Linked DNA regions of Mus musculus: region 1 is linked to region 2. A link is a contact called in public promoter capture Hi-C data. All regions are on one chromosome and are shown on one strand. Each heading gives the region's core, a stretch centred on a gene start, on an enhancer-like site or on the middle of the called end of the contact. The rest is flanking DNA. Distances are from core to core; before and after follow the strand shown. Region 1 holds the start of Gdf3 (growth differentiation factor 3). Region 2 holds the start of Grcc10 (gene rich cluster, C10 gene).

What was found. Promoter capture Hi-C pulls out the DNA fragments that hold promoters and counts their contacts.
Region 1: a contact with region 2 is called in a promoter capture Hi-C map of embryonic stem cells, with 4 times the contacts expected there. The contact joins the promoter of Gdf3 here to the promoter of Grcc10 in region 2. A contact is called at or near these places in 1 of 39 promoter capture datasets (embryonic stem cells), 1 of 484 Hi-C or Micro-C datasets (embryonic stem cells) and 4 of 115 datasets of contacts at active chromatin or transcription factors (bone marrow-derived dendritic cells and embryonic stem cells).

What each region holds. Positions count from the first base shown.
Region 1 is chr6:122,607,691-122,614,684 of GRCm38.p6, forward strand. Gdf3 (growth differentiation factor 3) reads right to left here and starts at 2,397. Exons shown (of 2, transcript NM_008108.5): 1 at 2,006-2,397. The coding sequence starts at 2,276.
Region 2 is chr6:124,739,542-124,746,197 of GRCm38.p6, forward strand. It overlaps Grcc10 (gene rich cluster, C10 gene), which reads right to left and starts at 1,528. Exons shown (of 3, transcript NM_013535.2): 1 at 1,379-1,528; 2 at 978-1,154. The coding sequence starts at 1,430. Rnu7 (U7 small nuclear RNA) reads right to left here and starts at 1,745; the gene lies at 1,684-1,745. Atn1 (atrophin 1) reads right to left here. Exons shown (of 10, transcript NM_007881.4): 5 at 6,479-6,656; 6 at 6,098-6,320; 7 at 5,179-5,875; 8 at 4,207-4,350; 9 at 3,689-3,869; 10 at 3,003-3,564. The coding sequence ends at 3,531.

The DNA of each region.
Region 1 (6,994 bases), core at 1,147-3,646, 2.1 Mb before region 2:
TGAGACAGCAAATCTATTTCTATACATCTGGTTTATACTATGCGGGAGCTCAAACCCAGAACTTCAGGGGCACTAGGCAATCCCCAGCACCTCCCATCACACCCACGAGCGCACGCGCGCATACACGTACACGTATACACACACACACACACACACACACACACACACACACACACACACACACACCTCCTAAGTAGCCTCCCTCATACCTCCAGCTCTGCCTCCGCCCCCACACCCCGCCCCATGACTTTGATACCCTTTTATTACAAGGAACAACCGCCACGTGGGAGGGTCAGCATCAGCTTCCTCTTCAAACCAATCTTGGACTTTTCCTTCTTATTAACTAATTCTCTTCTAAAAACTCTTTCCCCACCCCCTTCCCCAAGACAGGGTTTCTCTGTCTAGCCTTGGCTATAGACCAGGCTGGCTTTGAATTCGGAGATCCATGCAGTGTTTTTCTTTGGGGGGAGGGGGTGGGGGAGGGGTGCTGGTTTTCCGAGACAGAGTTTCTCTGTGTAACAGCCCTGGCTGTCCTGGTACTTGGGCTGTAGACCAGGCTAGCCGCGAAGAGATCCACCTGCCTCTGCCTCCGGAGTGCTGAGATTAAACGCGTGCACCACGGCCAGCTGAAACTCTGAAACAGAGTAGACTTTTAATAATATATGCACTCTCAAGGCCATTTCCAGTCTAACTCCCAGTAAGTATACATTAAGGGCTTCAGGGACAAATCCTTTATTCATCTTCGTTTTATAATCTCAACCCTTGGGAAACTGCAGCAGGGGGATTGCTGTAAAACTTGTGGCCAGTCTGAGCTGCAAGAAAGAGCTGCAGACCAGGATAGTGTCTCAAAACAAAATCCACCCAAGCCAGGAAAAAAACAGTTACCAGAAAGACTACGCATCTGAATGCCAATGCAGGAATGTGGACTCTCCCAAGAGGCTCCAACTTTGAATAAGAATCAAGTAGGGAAAGAAAGGACCGCAGCCTAAGGCTAGAAGAAACTACTTTTCAAACATCAAACGGGTGGCTTGTGCAATTTGGTGGTCAGTTTAAAAAGCTATGGGATGGCAGTCCCTCAGAATTTTATAAGAGTGTAACTGTGCCTTAGATTAACACCATTGGTCTGTATTTTTAAAAAGTCAAGTCACGCATGATGGCGCCTGCCTTTAATCCCAGCACCTGGGAAGCAGAGGTAGGGGGTGTCTCTTGAATCCAAGGCCATGCTGGTCTAGAAAGAGACCCCCAGGGCAGGCAGGGCTACACAGAGAAACCCTGTGTTGAAGAAACAAACAAAATGAAATAAAATAATTAATAAAATATAAATAGATAAAATCAAGAGATGTGCTGGCTTTTAATCCTAGCACTCAGTACTTGGAAGCAGAGGCAGGTGGCTCTTGCTCTAAGGTATACATAGCAAGTTCCAGGACAGCCAGGGCTACACAAAGAGACGTGCTTTTGCATCTAACAAAAGTAACACAGAGGGGATAGAAAGAAAGATGGCTGCATGCTTAAGAGGACCGGAGCTCATTTCGCAGCAGCCATGCGGTTGGGCAGCTCACAACCTCCTGTAACTTCTGCTCCAGGGGATCTGACACCTCTGAACTCTTAGGATAGGCATGCACAAAAACATATTAAAAACAGGGAGAGAGTAAGCAGGAGAAAAGAGAAGGGAGGTGGTGGGGAACCGCTGACTTTTAAAACCTACCTTGAATTCGGTCTCACCCAAGGTGTGACATTGTCTAGCTCTCGGAATGCTGACCTATAGTCTAAACCCACTCTCTGTTAACTGTAAATTAAATTCTGCTAAACCGGCACCGCGGTAGTTAGACTAGCGTGGAGAGGTGATAAGAACACGTGCCTTCCTCTGGGCTGATCTTGGAACCAAGACAGAATGTGCAAGATCCAAGGCCAGACTCCGGCCAGCCATGGTGTCCATCTGTATCCTCCTCCCTGCTCCACAGCACCCACTTGAGATTTTTCTCTGATAAACCCTCGGGTTCCTTACCCTGGTCTGGGAGAAGCTGAAGCAGGTTCCCACGAACACCCAGCTCCTTCACGTAGCATAAGTCCTGCGAGGCCCCACTGGCTGCAGCGGCTTCTCGAGCCCGGATGATTTTCCTTAAGACGCGAGGCACAGGTTGGAACCTGTGAGGTGAAGGCGCTTTCTCTAATCCCAGAAACTGCAAAAGGTCAGAGTCTTGAAACTCGGATGTCTGGCCCCAGGGCAGGGTTAACAGAAGGAAGCCAAGCGCCAGAAGCCGTTGATAAGGCTGCATGGTCGTCTGAGCCAGGGTAGAGCAGCCTCTGGGGTGCGCAGCTCAGCGGTCTAGCCTCCTCTGCTCAATTCAGGAGCCTGGGAGCTAATCAAGTGTGAATTGCTCTCTTCTCAGCCCCTCAGAGGCAATTCAATGTGAAAAGACAGATGGTGTGTGTGTGTGTGTGTGTGTGTGTGTTTTCTCCTTCTACTCCCCGCGGGTTGGTCAGCAGTGTACAGCGTGAGTGAAAAGGAAGACACACTCATTCAACACACAGACATTAGTGTGTCTGTGATATGCAAGGCAATAAGATAACTTCTGGGAGCACAGTAGAGAATAATTTATTATATGTGTAATTTTGAGAGGGGGTCTCTTGTGTCCTAGATTGACCTTCAACTTGTTTCTCTTTTAACAAGATATTTGTTTGTTTGTTTGTTTGTTTGTTTGTTTATTATGCCTGTGAGTGGGTTATGCATGCCACAGTACAGGGGCGGAGCTCCCAGGTCAATTTGCAGGAGTTGGTCTCGTCTTCCGAATGGGTCCCAGGAATTGAACTCAGATTATCAGGCTTGGTGGCAAGCACCTTTACCCACTGGGGCACCTTGCTGGCCCAAGTTTGAACTTCTAATCTAGTCTACCTATCGCTCCCAATGAGATTGGATGAGATGCATGGTATGGAACTCTGGGCTGAAAACACGCTAGGCAAGCACTCTGGTCACTCCTAGCCCTGTAATCAATCAATCTCTCAATCTCTCTCTCTCTCTCTCTCTCTCTCTCTCTCTCTCTCGATTGCTTTCTTCCTTCCCTTCCCTTCCCTTCCCTTCCCTTCCCTTCCCTTCCCTTCCCTTCCCTTCCCTTCCCTTCCCTCCTTCCTTCCTTCCTTCCTTCCTTCCTTCCTTCCAGAAATGGTGTCTTGCAGGAACTAATTACAAACCTCTTATCCCTGTACTCAGGAAGCAGAGATAGAAGAATAAAAATATAATACCAACTTCAATCATATAGCAAGTTTGAAGCTAGCTTGAGCTACATTGAGACCTAACTTAGAGTGGGGGTGGGGTTGCTATCTTTCCCAGGGGAGTCAGAATCCTGGGTTTAGGTAGTCCTTCCACACTGTCCAGAAAACTGTGACTGAGCTGTCAGTGTGCTGCCACGCCCAGTTCACTATGATTCTCTTAGTTTGGGATGCAGAGAGGACTCAGTGGTTAAAAGCACTTGCTGCTCTTCCAGAGGAGCCAAATTTGGTTCCTAGAGCCCATATCTGGCAGCTTATAGCTGTCTTCAGGGGATTGAACGCATCTGGCCTCACTCAGCAGGCACCTGCACACATGTGCACATACCCATATGCAGGCACACAACCTATGCAAAATTAAAAACAATAAAAATACATTTTTATAATTTTATACTTCATAGTCTAAGTACAAAAACACTAACTGGCAGTGTAGCTCAGTGGTGGATACTCAAGATCCTGGGTAACACTGTAAAAAAAAAAAAATCCCAACATAAAAAAAAAAAGATGTTTTTAACCAGGCCTAGTGATTACAGTCCAACAATCCCAGCTGCTTAGGAGGCGGACACAGGTTAAGAACCTCAAAGCCTCTGAAGTTCCTGGCTGCCTAGGCTGCAAAATGAGACCCTGTCTCAACCGACCCAACAAAAAAGCCTACATTCCTCTTCTAGATTTCAGTGTCTAACCAAATTCTTCTTGACTAGGATCTCAGTCCTGGGGTGAGCTCTGGTCCCATCCGGTATCACCTGGGCAGCATCAAATTCTTCATTTCCTCTCACTGAATGTTGTCTCAACTAAAGCTAGAACCAACAAATTTGCTTCAGGAACGGGTTGAGGGACCCAGTCGGAAGTCCGCAGGTTGGGACTCACACTGCCCAAAGGAGCTTTGTGTGGAAAAGCACAGAATTGTCGACAGGGTGAAAGGGGGGTGTGGCCCCAGCATAGGCAGGCAAGTCGTGAGTTCAAGGCTATCCTCTGCTACCTAGCAAGTTCCAGGCCATGGAACTCTGTCTCTACACAGCAAAACATACACTTAAGGCTGTTGCTGCTGCTTTGGTTGGTTGGTTGGTTGGGCTTTTTGTTTGTTTGGTTTCAAAACAGGGTTTCTCTGTAACAGCCCTGACTGTCCTAGAACTCACTTTGTAGACCAGGCTGCCCTTGAACTCACAAAGATCTGTCTGCCTTTGCCTCCTGAGTGCTGGGATTAAAAGTTGTACCCCTGGGCTGGTGAGATGGCTCAGTGGGTTAGAGCACCCAACTGCTCTTCCGAAGGTCCAGAGTTCAAATCCCAGCAACCACATGGTGGCTCACAACCATCCGTAACGAGATCTGACTCCCTCTTCTGGAGTGTCTGAAGACAGCTACAATGTACTTACATATAATAAATAAATAAATCTAAAAAAAAAAAAAAAAAAAAAGTTGTACCCCTGGATTGTTGTTATTATTATTATTATTATTATTATTATTATTATTATTTTGTTTTTTGGATAGGATCTTCTTACATTGCTGTGGCTTTAAGAGCTGTTTATTTTATGTATGTAGGTGCTGCCTGCTTATATGTCTGTGCCAAAAGAGGTCTGAGGAAGGCATCGGATCTCCTGGAACTAGAATTATGGATGGTTGTGAACCACCATGCAAGTTCCGGGAACCAAGTGGAGTCTTTTATAAGAACAAGTGCTCTTAACCTTGGGCCATCTTCTCAGTACCTTCCTGGAACTTTAGGTGTGGTCCAGGCTAGCTTCCAACTTCTGGTGATGTTCTTGTCTCTCTCATCCAGGTACTGGGGTTACAGGGTGCACTGCCACCCCAGCGAATTTCTGACTGTTATTCCGCCCCCCCCCCCAAAAAAAAAACTGACTAGAAAGACTCTCAGAGTCCATTGAAAGTCTAACTCATTTAAACTGCCAGACAGTTAATTCCAGGGTTTGCCTGGTGTGTGCAAGGCCCCAGGTCTGACCACTTTTACTGTAAAGATAACTGGCTAGTCTGTCCCCAAGACACTGCTCATGGTTTTTGAAACTGGAATGTGAATATTTTGAACTATTTTATTCTTTATTCTATTATAAGAACCTGGGCTGGAGGGCTGGCTCAGCGGTTAAGAACACTGACTGCTCGTCCAGAGGTCCTGAGTTCAATTCCCAACAACCACATGGTGGCTTATAACCATCTGATACCCTATTCTAGTGTGTCTGAAGAGATCAACAGTGTACTCACATACTATATATAATATGTAATATATACATGTGTGTGTGTGTGTGTGTGTGTGTGTGTGTGTGTGTGTATGAACGTTTCCCTTCAAAGGGGAGAGAGTGCTGCTTTTAACACTTGACTTCTGGTCACGGAGTACCTCTTCAACAGGGCGTCGAAGATTCCTGTCTGGCATCATTTCTGACCTCCCAGGGTCCTGAGTGGGTATGTTCAGGTGACACTGGCCGAGCTGTTGATCTGTGAGCTTCTTTCATCTCAGCCTGTGTGCACACTGAGCAAGCTCAAAGGTCTTGGGACGGCAAACACTTCTTGCCTCCTCAGGATAGATGCACTTCTTCCCACTGAGCCTGGGAGGCAATCCAATATAGAGCCTGCCTGGGGCCTCTCTGTGTTTGATGGCCTTCTCCCAGACAGCACCCCTCGGGGATCAGAACCACAGTCACAGTGTGTAGACACTGTGGGTCCCACTGACAGCAACTGTCACCTCTCTTGGTGCCCTGGTGCCACCTCACTCAGTTTTCTTTGTTTAATGTTTCTCTGTGTAGTCGAGGCTGCCCAAGAACTCAAGATACTTCTGCCTCAAGTCTGGAATAGTGGGATTACCAGCCTGCACTACCATTCCAGGGTATATACATACATATATATATATATATATACCATTCCAGGGAATATATATATATATGTATATATATATATATATATGAAATTCTGTTGCCTATTTTCCTCTATTACTCTCCTCCTCCTCTTCCTCCCTCTCCTCATTCTCCCCCTCCTCCTCTTCCTTCTTTGTGTGTGTGTGTGTGTGTGTGTGTGTGTGTTTTTAAGCTGTGAATGAGGGGGAATGCTTGTAACCCAGCGTTCGAGAGACTAGAATAAAGACAGTTCAGGAATTTAAAGCCAGACAAATTCAAGGCCAGCCACCATAAGAACCTACTTCAGAACAAGAATAAAACCACTTCAAGCAGGGGCTGGAGAAATGGCTCAGTTGTTTAGAGGATTTATTGCTTTTACTGAGGACTGGATTCAATACCCAGCACCCACATGATAGCTCACCATAGTCACTGAATTCCAGTTGTAGGGGATCTGGCGCTCTCTTCTGGTCACTATGGGTACTACATGCACATGGTACACAGGCAAAACACTCATACACATAAAATTAACAGTAAGTAAGTAAATTAATATGCATTTGATGAGGATTTGGATTCCAGTCCCTGCACCTACAGAGTGAGTGACAGCTGTCTGTCCGGTTTCAGAGGCTCTGACTCCTGTACTACCTTCTCTGGGCATGGCACATAAACACCTGTGCATATAAAATCACATTTCCTTTAAATTATATATAGGTTGATATTGTAGCTAGGGGGAGAAGCTCACCTGGCTCCCACATCCCTAAGGGCACCTGACAGTTAATTGCTGCAGGCCAAGGAAAGACAGTTTCTTACTATAGCCACTAATAGAGTCCATTCTATTAAAAATCCCCTCTCCTGTGTTTCTGTAAGTAACCTTAAAAACTGTTTCAAACACACAG
Region 2 (6,656 bases), core at 278-2,777:
TGTCCTGCATGGCTTCAACCAACCCCGCCCCGGTTTTCACTAGGCACAACTGGATGCAATATAAAAAAGCCCTAAAACAGCTGGGCCTGCCCTTAATCCCAGCACTCGGGAGGCAGAGGTAGGTGGGTCTCTTGAGTTCGAGGCCTGCCTGGTCTACAGATTGAGTTCCAAGATAGCCAGGGCTACACAGAGAAACCCTGTCTCAAACAAACAAACAAAAAATTAAAAAGCATTATGTTTTCAGTCTCGGGTGAACCACGTTCAGCAGCTTAGCCTCAAGCAGCCTGATTTGAAAGAGACTCCCTGGTAGTCCTGGCTAGCTAACAAACAAACAAACAAACAAACAAACACAAAATTAATAAACAACTGTCCTTGGGAAGAGAGGGCTCAACCTGCCACACCAAACCTATTAGCCAAAAGGCAGACAAGAAAGAGTTCAGGTACACGAGAGAGTTCAGGTTAGAGCTGGGCCCAGTGACTCAAGCCTGTCACTTACTCAAAAGGCTGAGAAAGGTGGGTCTCTGGTTCAAGGCCATTCTGGGCAACTTACTGCGATCCTGACTCGGGGAGAGCTGGGAAGTTCGAGGGCCATGGAGAAACACTTGCCTATGTAGGGCTTTGGACTCTAGAGCCAGAACTTTTGTTTGGTGGGTTTTTGTTTTTTCAAGACAGGGTTTTCTTTGTATAGCCATGGCTACCCTGGAACTCCTCACCCTACATACCAGGCTGGCCTTGAACTCAGAGACCTGCCTGCCTCTGCTTCTCAAATGCTGGGATGAAAGGCCACTGTGGCCATGCCTGGCTTCAAGAGCCATAACTTTTCAGGCGGGGCTTAAGTCTAGTCCCTGAACTGTGAGTGGCAATGTTTGATGTGACTGCCGCCCTGTGGCGAGAAAAAGATCGATCGGGGGGGGGGGGGGGCATCATCATGCGTCCCACCCCCAGTCCATTCCTTTGCCAAGCCCTGTGGGACCCACCTTCCCCGTCGCAGCTGAAGCCATAGGCTTTAATAACCTCTTGTTGGATCTGTGTGGCTACGGGCAGCACAAATTGCAGCATCTTGCCCATATCGTTGCACGCATTGTCTCTAGCCTCGTCCATGCGCACGGCATTCTCTGGGGCCGAGAACGCTTGAATCACCTCCGCCAGGACCACTGCGAGACGGAAGCATCCCAGAGAGGTCCGCGGAGGACGGCGGGCGAGCCCAGAGGAGGGAAGAGGCAGGGAATTAGTGGGCCGAGGCCTGCAAGCAACCCGATAAGCTTGTCCTCCCAACCCTTCGCCCTAATGGGCAAGGGCCCCACTTGGAGAGGCAAAGAATAGTATCGCGCCCTCCCCCCAGAAGACGGCCCACACCCAGACTAGGCTCTTTCCTCACCCTTGGCCTGCTCCGCGCTCAGGGCCGCGGGCTGAGCCGAGGCGGACGCCATAGAACGCCACTCGGTGCTTGAGTAGTGGGAACACAGAAGAGATCCGGAGAACCCTGCAGCCAGCCACCTCCCCCACGGATGCAGGCCAGAGGAGGCAGAAAGGAAGCGGGACCGCACGAGGCGGAAGTCTCAGAGCGTGGCTCTAGCACATACGCGTTTCCTAGGAAACCAGAGAAGGATCAAAGCCCCTCTCACACACCGGGGAGCGGGGAAGAGAACTGTTTTGCTTTCATTGTAGACCAGTGAAATTGGGAGGGGTTTTCCGACCGAAGTCAGAAAACCTGCTAGACAAATTCTAAAAGAGCTGTAACACTTGCGGAAGTGCGTCTGTAGCGAGCCAGGGAAGGACATCAACTCCACTTTCGATGAGGGTGAGATCAAGGTGCCATTTCCACACCCCTCCACTGATATGTGAATCACAAAGCACAGTTCCTTATTCGGTTCGATAAACAATATTCTAAAAGACTATTAAAACCGCTCGTTTCTTGAGTTTGTGACCGCTTGTAAAGGCTATGCAAATGAGTCAGTGCTGATTGGCTGAAAACAGCCAATCACAGCTCCTATGTTGTTAAAAAAAAAAAAAGAGCTTCGCGAGATTAAAGGCTTGGAGCTAAAGCCGAAGTGAATCGGACTTAAGTAGTGGCAGGCGATGTGGCCCGATGTCTTGTAGTCTCATCCTTACAAGTTCCCCACACTGCAAAGACTCTGGAACATCAGGCCCGACCGGGCATAGCGCCACATTTCTGTGATACCAGCACAAAAGCTGAGAAGTTCAAGGCCAGCTTGGGCTCCATGGCCCTGCTTCATTAAAAATAGAGGGGTTGCAAAGATGGCTCACCCTGCTTGGCAATTCCTAACTGCCCTAACTCCAAGCTACAGGGACCCAACAGCTTCTGGTCTCTTTTGAGGCCTTGCATTCATAAGCGCAGACATGAGCTCATACACCTAACTATTAGTAAATCTTTTACAAATACTAATCTTATTGGCCTCCATGTTATACACCTTTAACTGTTTCAAATCATAAACTATGCTGAGAAGGGATTCAGATCTCTGAAACTGTCTCTGGAGCACTCTGGTGGCACATTATGTCAGTGATGTACTTCCAAGGGCTGAGTAGGTCTTAGATTTGCTTATGCTTGCTGTGCGCCTATTCTTGCTCTGAACGGCCTCAGGAGCCTGAACTCCCCAATCTAAAGGTCTAGGACAGGGCACCCCATAAGTATAGCTGAGCATCCAAGATCAAGAAGAGCCTTGTCAGGTTAAAGAGATGGCTCAGGGGGTTAAGAGCACAGACTGCTCTTCCAGGTGTCCTGAGTTCAATTCCCAGCAACCACTTGGTGGCTCACAACCATCTGTAATGGGATTTGATATTCTCTTCTGGTATGCATGAAGACTCTTGTAAAATAAATGAGTAATAAAAAAGAGCCTTGTCCAACTCCTAAGTTTCCATAAGAAAACCCCATTCATCCCTTCCCACTTCCCCTACAACAACCAGACCTCTCTCCCTACCCACCCCAACACCCTACCCACTGCAACCACCCTCCCCCAAATAAAAAACACGTCACAGACATATTCCTGGGGAACTGTGAGGATGTTTTTGTTTGGTTGGTTTTGGTCAGGATGTTTTTTAAAGAGCATCATATAGATATTTATATATATAAATTATTAATGTGGGACGGGTAAGGGCACATATCGCCGAGGGAGGGGGTGCACACACAGGGATGGGGCGGGGCAGCACACAATGCTACGCAAAACAGCCACATCTAACAGATGAAAAAAATCACACCAATGGGTTAGGGGAGGGGCAGTGGCCACCAAGGATTCGGCATAGAGGAGAAGAAAAGCAGGGGATAGGAGGAGGGACCTGGTCCAAGATACTGTGCACTTTCTGCCCCCACCCTTGCCACTTCCCACCTCTGCACACAACCCCGGGCCCTGACCTTGTCTGTCCCTTCTTCCCTCCCTCCCTCTACCCAGCTGCAGGAGCTCTGCAAGCGGGCAGCACCCTCTCCTCGGCTGGGGGTGGGGTGGGGTCAAAAGGTTGGGGTGGTCCTCCAAGGTCTGGATGAAGGAGCAGTGGGTGCTGTCTGGATCGCAGCTCTACAGCGGCTTGTCACTCTCCTTCTTCAGGTGACTAGATAAGAGGCAATGCAGAGATGAGACTGAGAAAGGGGGCTTCCCCTCCCAAGGGCTCGGTGTCCTGTTGGACCATGCCCAGAACCCACTTCCCCTTGTGCTCTGGGGGCAACCTGGAGTACCTGTAGTAGTCTTCCTGGGCAGGTAGTGGCACGCTGTGCAATGGGTGATGAGCATGTAGCCACTGCTGCTGTTCCAGCGCCAAGCGCTGCAGCTCAGCTGACTGCGCGTGCATGGCCTGCAGCTGATGAGCCGCTGACATTGGAGCAGAAAGGGAGGCCGGCAGGTCCCGGTAAGGGGCAGCTGTGAGAAGAAGGCACAGGAGTAAATGACTGCTGGATGGGGACAGTCAGCCAACGTTCCAGACAGACAGAGGAAGCTGAGGCTAAAATGCAAAGTTACAGCACCTAGCCTATGCTCTATCTGTCGGCCTGTGGTGGAACGGAACGAGCCCTAGCTCTTGAGGCTCCTTTAGAAGGGAACGAGCCCTAGCTCTTGAGGCTCCTTTAGAAGGGCCTCAGGTCTCCGTTTCTATCTTAGCTGCTCACATCTCTCTCCAAACTCCATTTGGCCCTTCTACCCCCCCGAGTTCCTCTGTTCTGGTCTTCCCTCACGTACGCCTCCCCTCCTCCATCCTTACCAAAAAGCTGGTGACGAAGAACTTCGTTCTCGTGCAGAGGGTGAGGAAGAAGGGGGTTGGGGAGGGTCCCAGCTGGGTAGGGGATCCGGGTAAGGTGAGACCCTGAGGCCAGGGGGTCAATGAGAGGGTGCACCGAGGCAGAGGCTGGAGGGCAGAGAAGAGGAAGGTGTCACCAGGAGGCAGGGTTGGGGACAACTATGCACTGGGGTGGAGGGATCTAGCTTGTGAAGAGACAGACACAAGGATCCAAAGCAGAACCAAGGTGGGAGAGAGGAGCTAGACCCTCTGAGATGACAGAGCAGCTGGAGAAGAGACACGGAAGACTGAAGACAGGATATTACAGAGCAGAGAAGCAAAGAAAAGACTGGACTCCTCAGAAAAGATGAAGGGTAAGTTTAGGAAACACTTCTTTCTTAAGTTTAAGAAATGTATCAGGGAGAACTATTAGGAGCTGGTGTGAACATGAGCAGACTGTGATGCCTAAAAATGCCCGGAGTTGAATTGCTTAAGGCCAGCCGGGCAGTGTTCTGGGCTATAAACTACAGTATATAAAACAGTATATAAGCTCATTATTGCCTATGGCTAAGTTTCATGGACTTCCCTAAAAAGTTCTAAATCTACAGATGGGCAGAAATACAGAAGACTCCGAGATGTAAGGAAAAGGAGACGCTGACACCAAACAAGCTCTGTATACAGAGAAACAAGCACATCGATGTGTGAAGGGCACGGAGAGGGTATGAACATAAGAAAGGAAGGTGGTTCTTCCAAAGGCTCCATGTTGATCTGTTATCAAGGATAGAGGGGCTGGGCTACGAGCAGGTACGAGACAGTGTGAAGACGAGCAGGTACGAGACAGTGTGACGGGAAGCCAAGGAAGCAAACACTAGAACGGCAATCTCAGGAGATGGGAGTTCTGGCCAGAAGAAGGGAAGAACGTTATTTCACACTTCCAAGTAGGAAACAGGGTCTTACCTGCGTGGATAGCATCCTGCTGGTGCAGGTGAAGGTGAGAGTGGATGTGGGAGTGCTGGTGGTGATGGGGAGTCACGTTGAGCATCTGCAGCCGGGCTAGTGGATCATTGCCCAGGGCTGCCACCCTTTCTGCATGCTGCCTTTCAGCTGCCAACCGCTCAGCATAAGACATGTCAGGACGCAAGGCTGGCCCAGCTGCCAGCGCTAGCCGTTCTCGTTCCAGGGGCCCCAGGCTCGGATGAAAAGGGAAAGGATGCAGGCCAGGTGGCCCGGGCTGTAGAGCCAGGCCCCCGTGTCGGGGGAAGGGATCCAGGCCTGGCCCGGGAACCCCATGTAGGGGTTCCAGCTCACTAGGTTTCACCTCAAAGCCAGGCTTGAGCCGGTCACGGAGGTCACGTTCACGGGCTTCCCGCTCCCGTTCTCGGGCAGCTGGGTCGCTGCTGTACAGGGCTGGGACATTGTAACCCAGAAGCCCCGGGTCCACTGCCCCCAAGGGCACATAGAATGGGTGGTTGCGATTGCCAGGAGACATGACATGAGGTCGGGCGTATTCACTGAGAGTGCGCAAGGCCGGAGTATCAGGACCCAGGTAAGGGGGCACTGTAGCCACAGCGCTGCCAGGCTCAAAGGGAGGCCGATGGGGCACTGGACCCAGAGATGGGCACTCCACTGGAGCACGGCCCTCCTGGGCCAGTTTCTGTAGAAATCAGACAGAAAATGGAGTCAAAATAACAGACATGGGCACAGTTACCCGCCCCAGGCTGCCCATCGGTCTCAGCAGTCCATTGCACCCTCCCCCAGCCTGGAAACCTGAGCTTTTCCGGGCTGCGGCGGCTCCTCCCGTCCACCAGGTGGCGGAGCGACCGGCGGCGTACGCCGGGGCCCGGGAGAGGCGCGGCGCACCTTGTGACGCACTCACCACACTGCGCTCCAGCTCGCGCTCTTTCTCGCGCTCGCGCTCCTTTTCGCGTTCCCGCTCGCGCTCGCGCTCTTTCTCCTCGCGCGCGCGCTGCTCGGCCTCGCGCCGCACTTTCTCCACCAGGTCCGCGCGCTTCTTGGCCAGCTTGGAGCCCTCCAGCGGCACGAAGTACAGGTCGCTGCGCGCGCACGAGTTGAAGCCGCGGTCCAAGTGCTTATTGAACCTGCCGGGCGGGCGCGGACCTGTGAGCCTCAAAGGCAGCCAGTCCCCACCAGTTTGTCGCTCGCTAATCCCGGCAGCACGCCGGCCACGAACGCAGAGCCCCCTCCGTCTGCACCTTACAGACCCACCCTCCCCCAAGCCCACCCCAGGGCGGCTCACCTGGCTGACTGGCTGGCATGGCTGGGCACGTCCACCACCTTGGGAGGGGGCGAGGGGCTGCGGGCCGGAGGCACCGGACTCTCGGGAGGTTCATACTCTTCCGCCGGCTCCTGTTTGATCTGCGTGGCGGTCAGGGGCGGCCCTGTAGTCGGGGCCGCAGGTGGCGGAGGCAGAGATG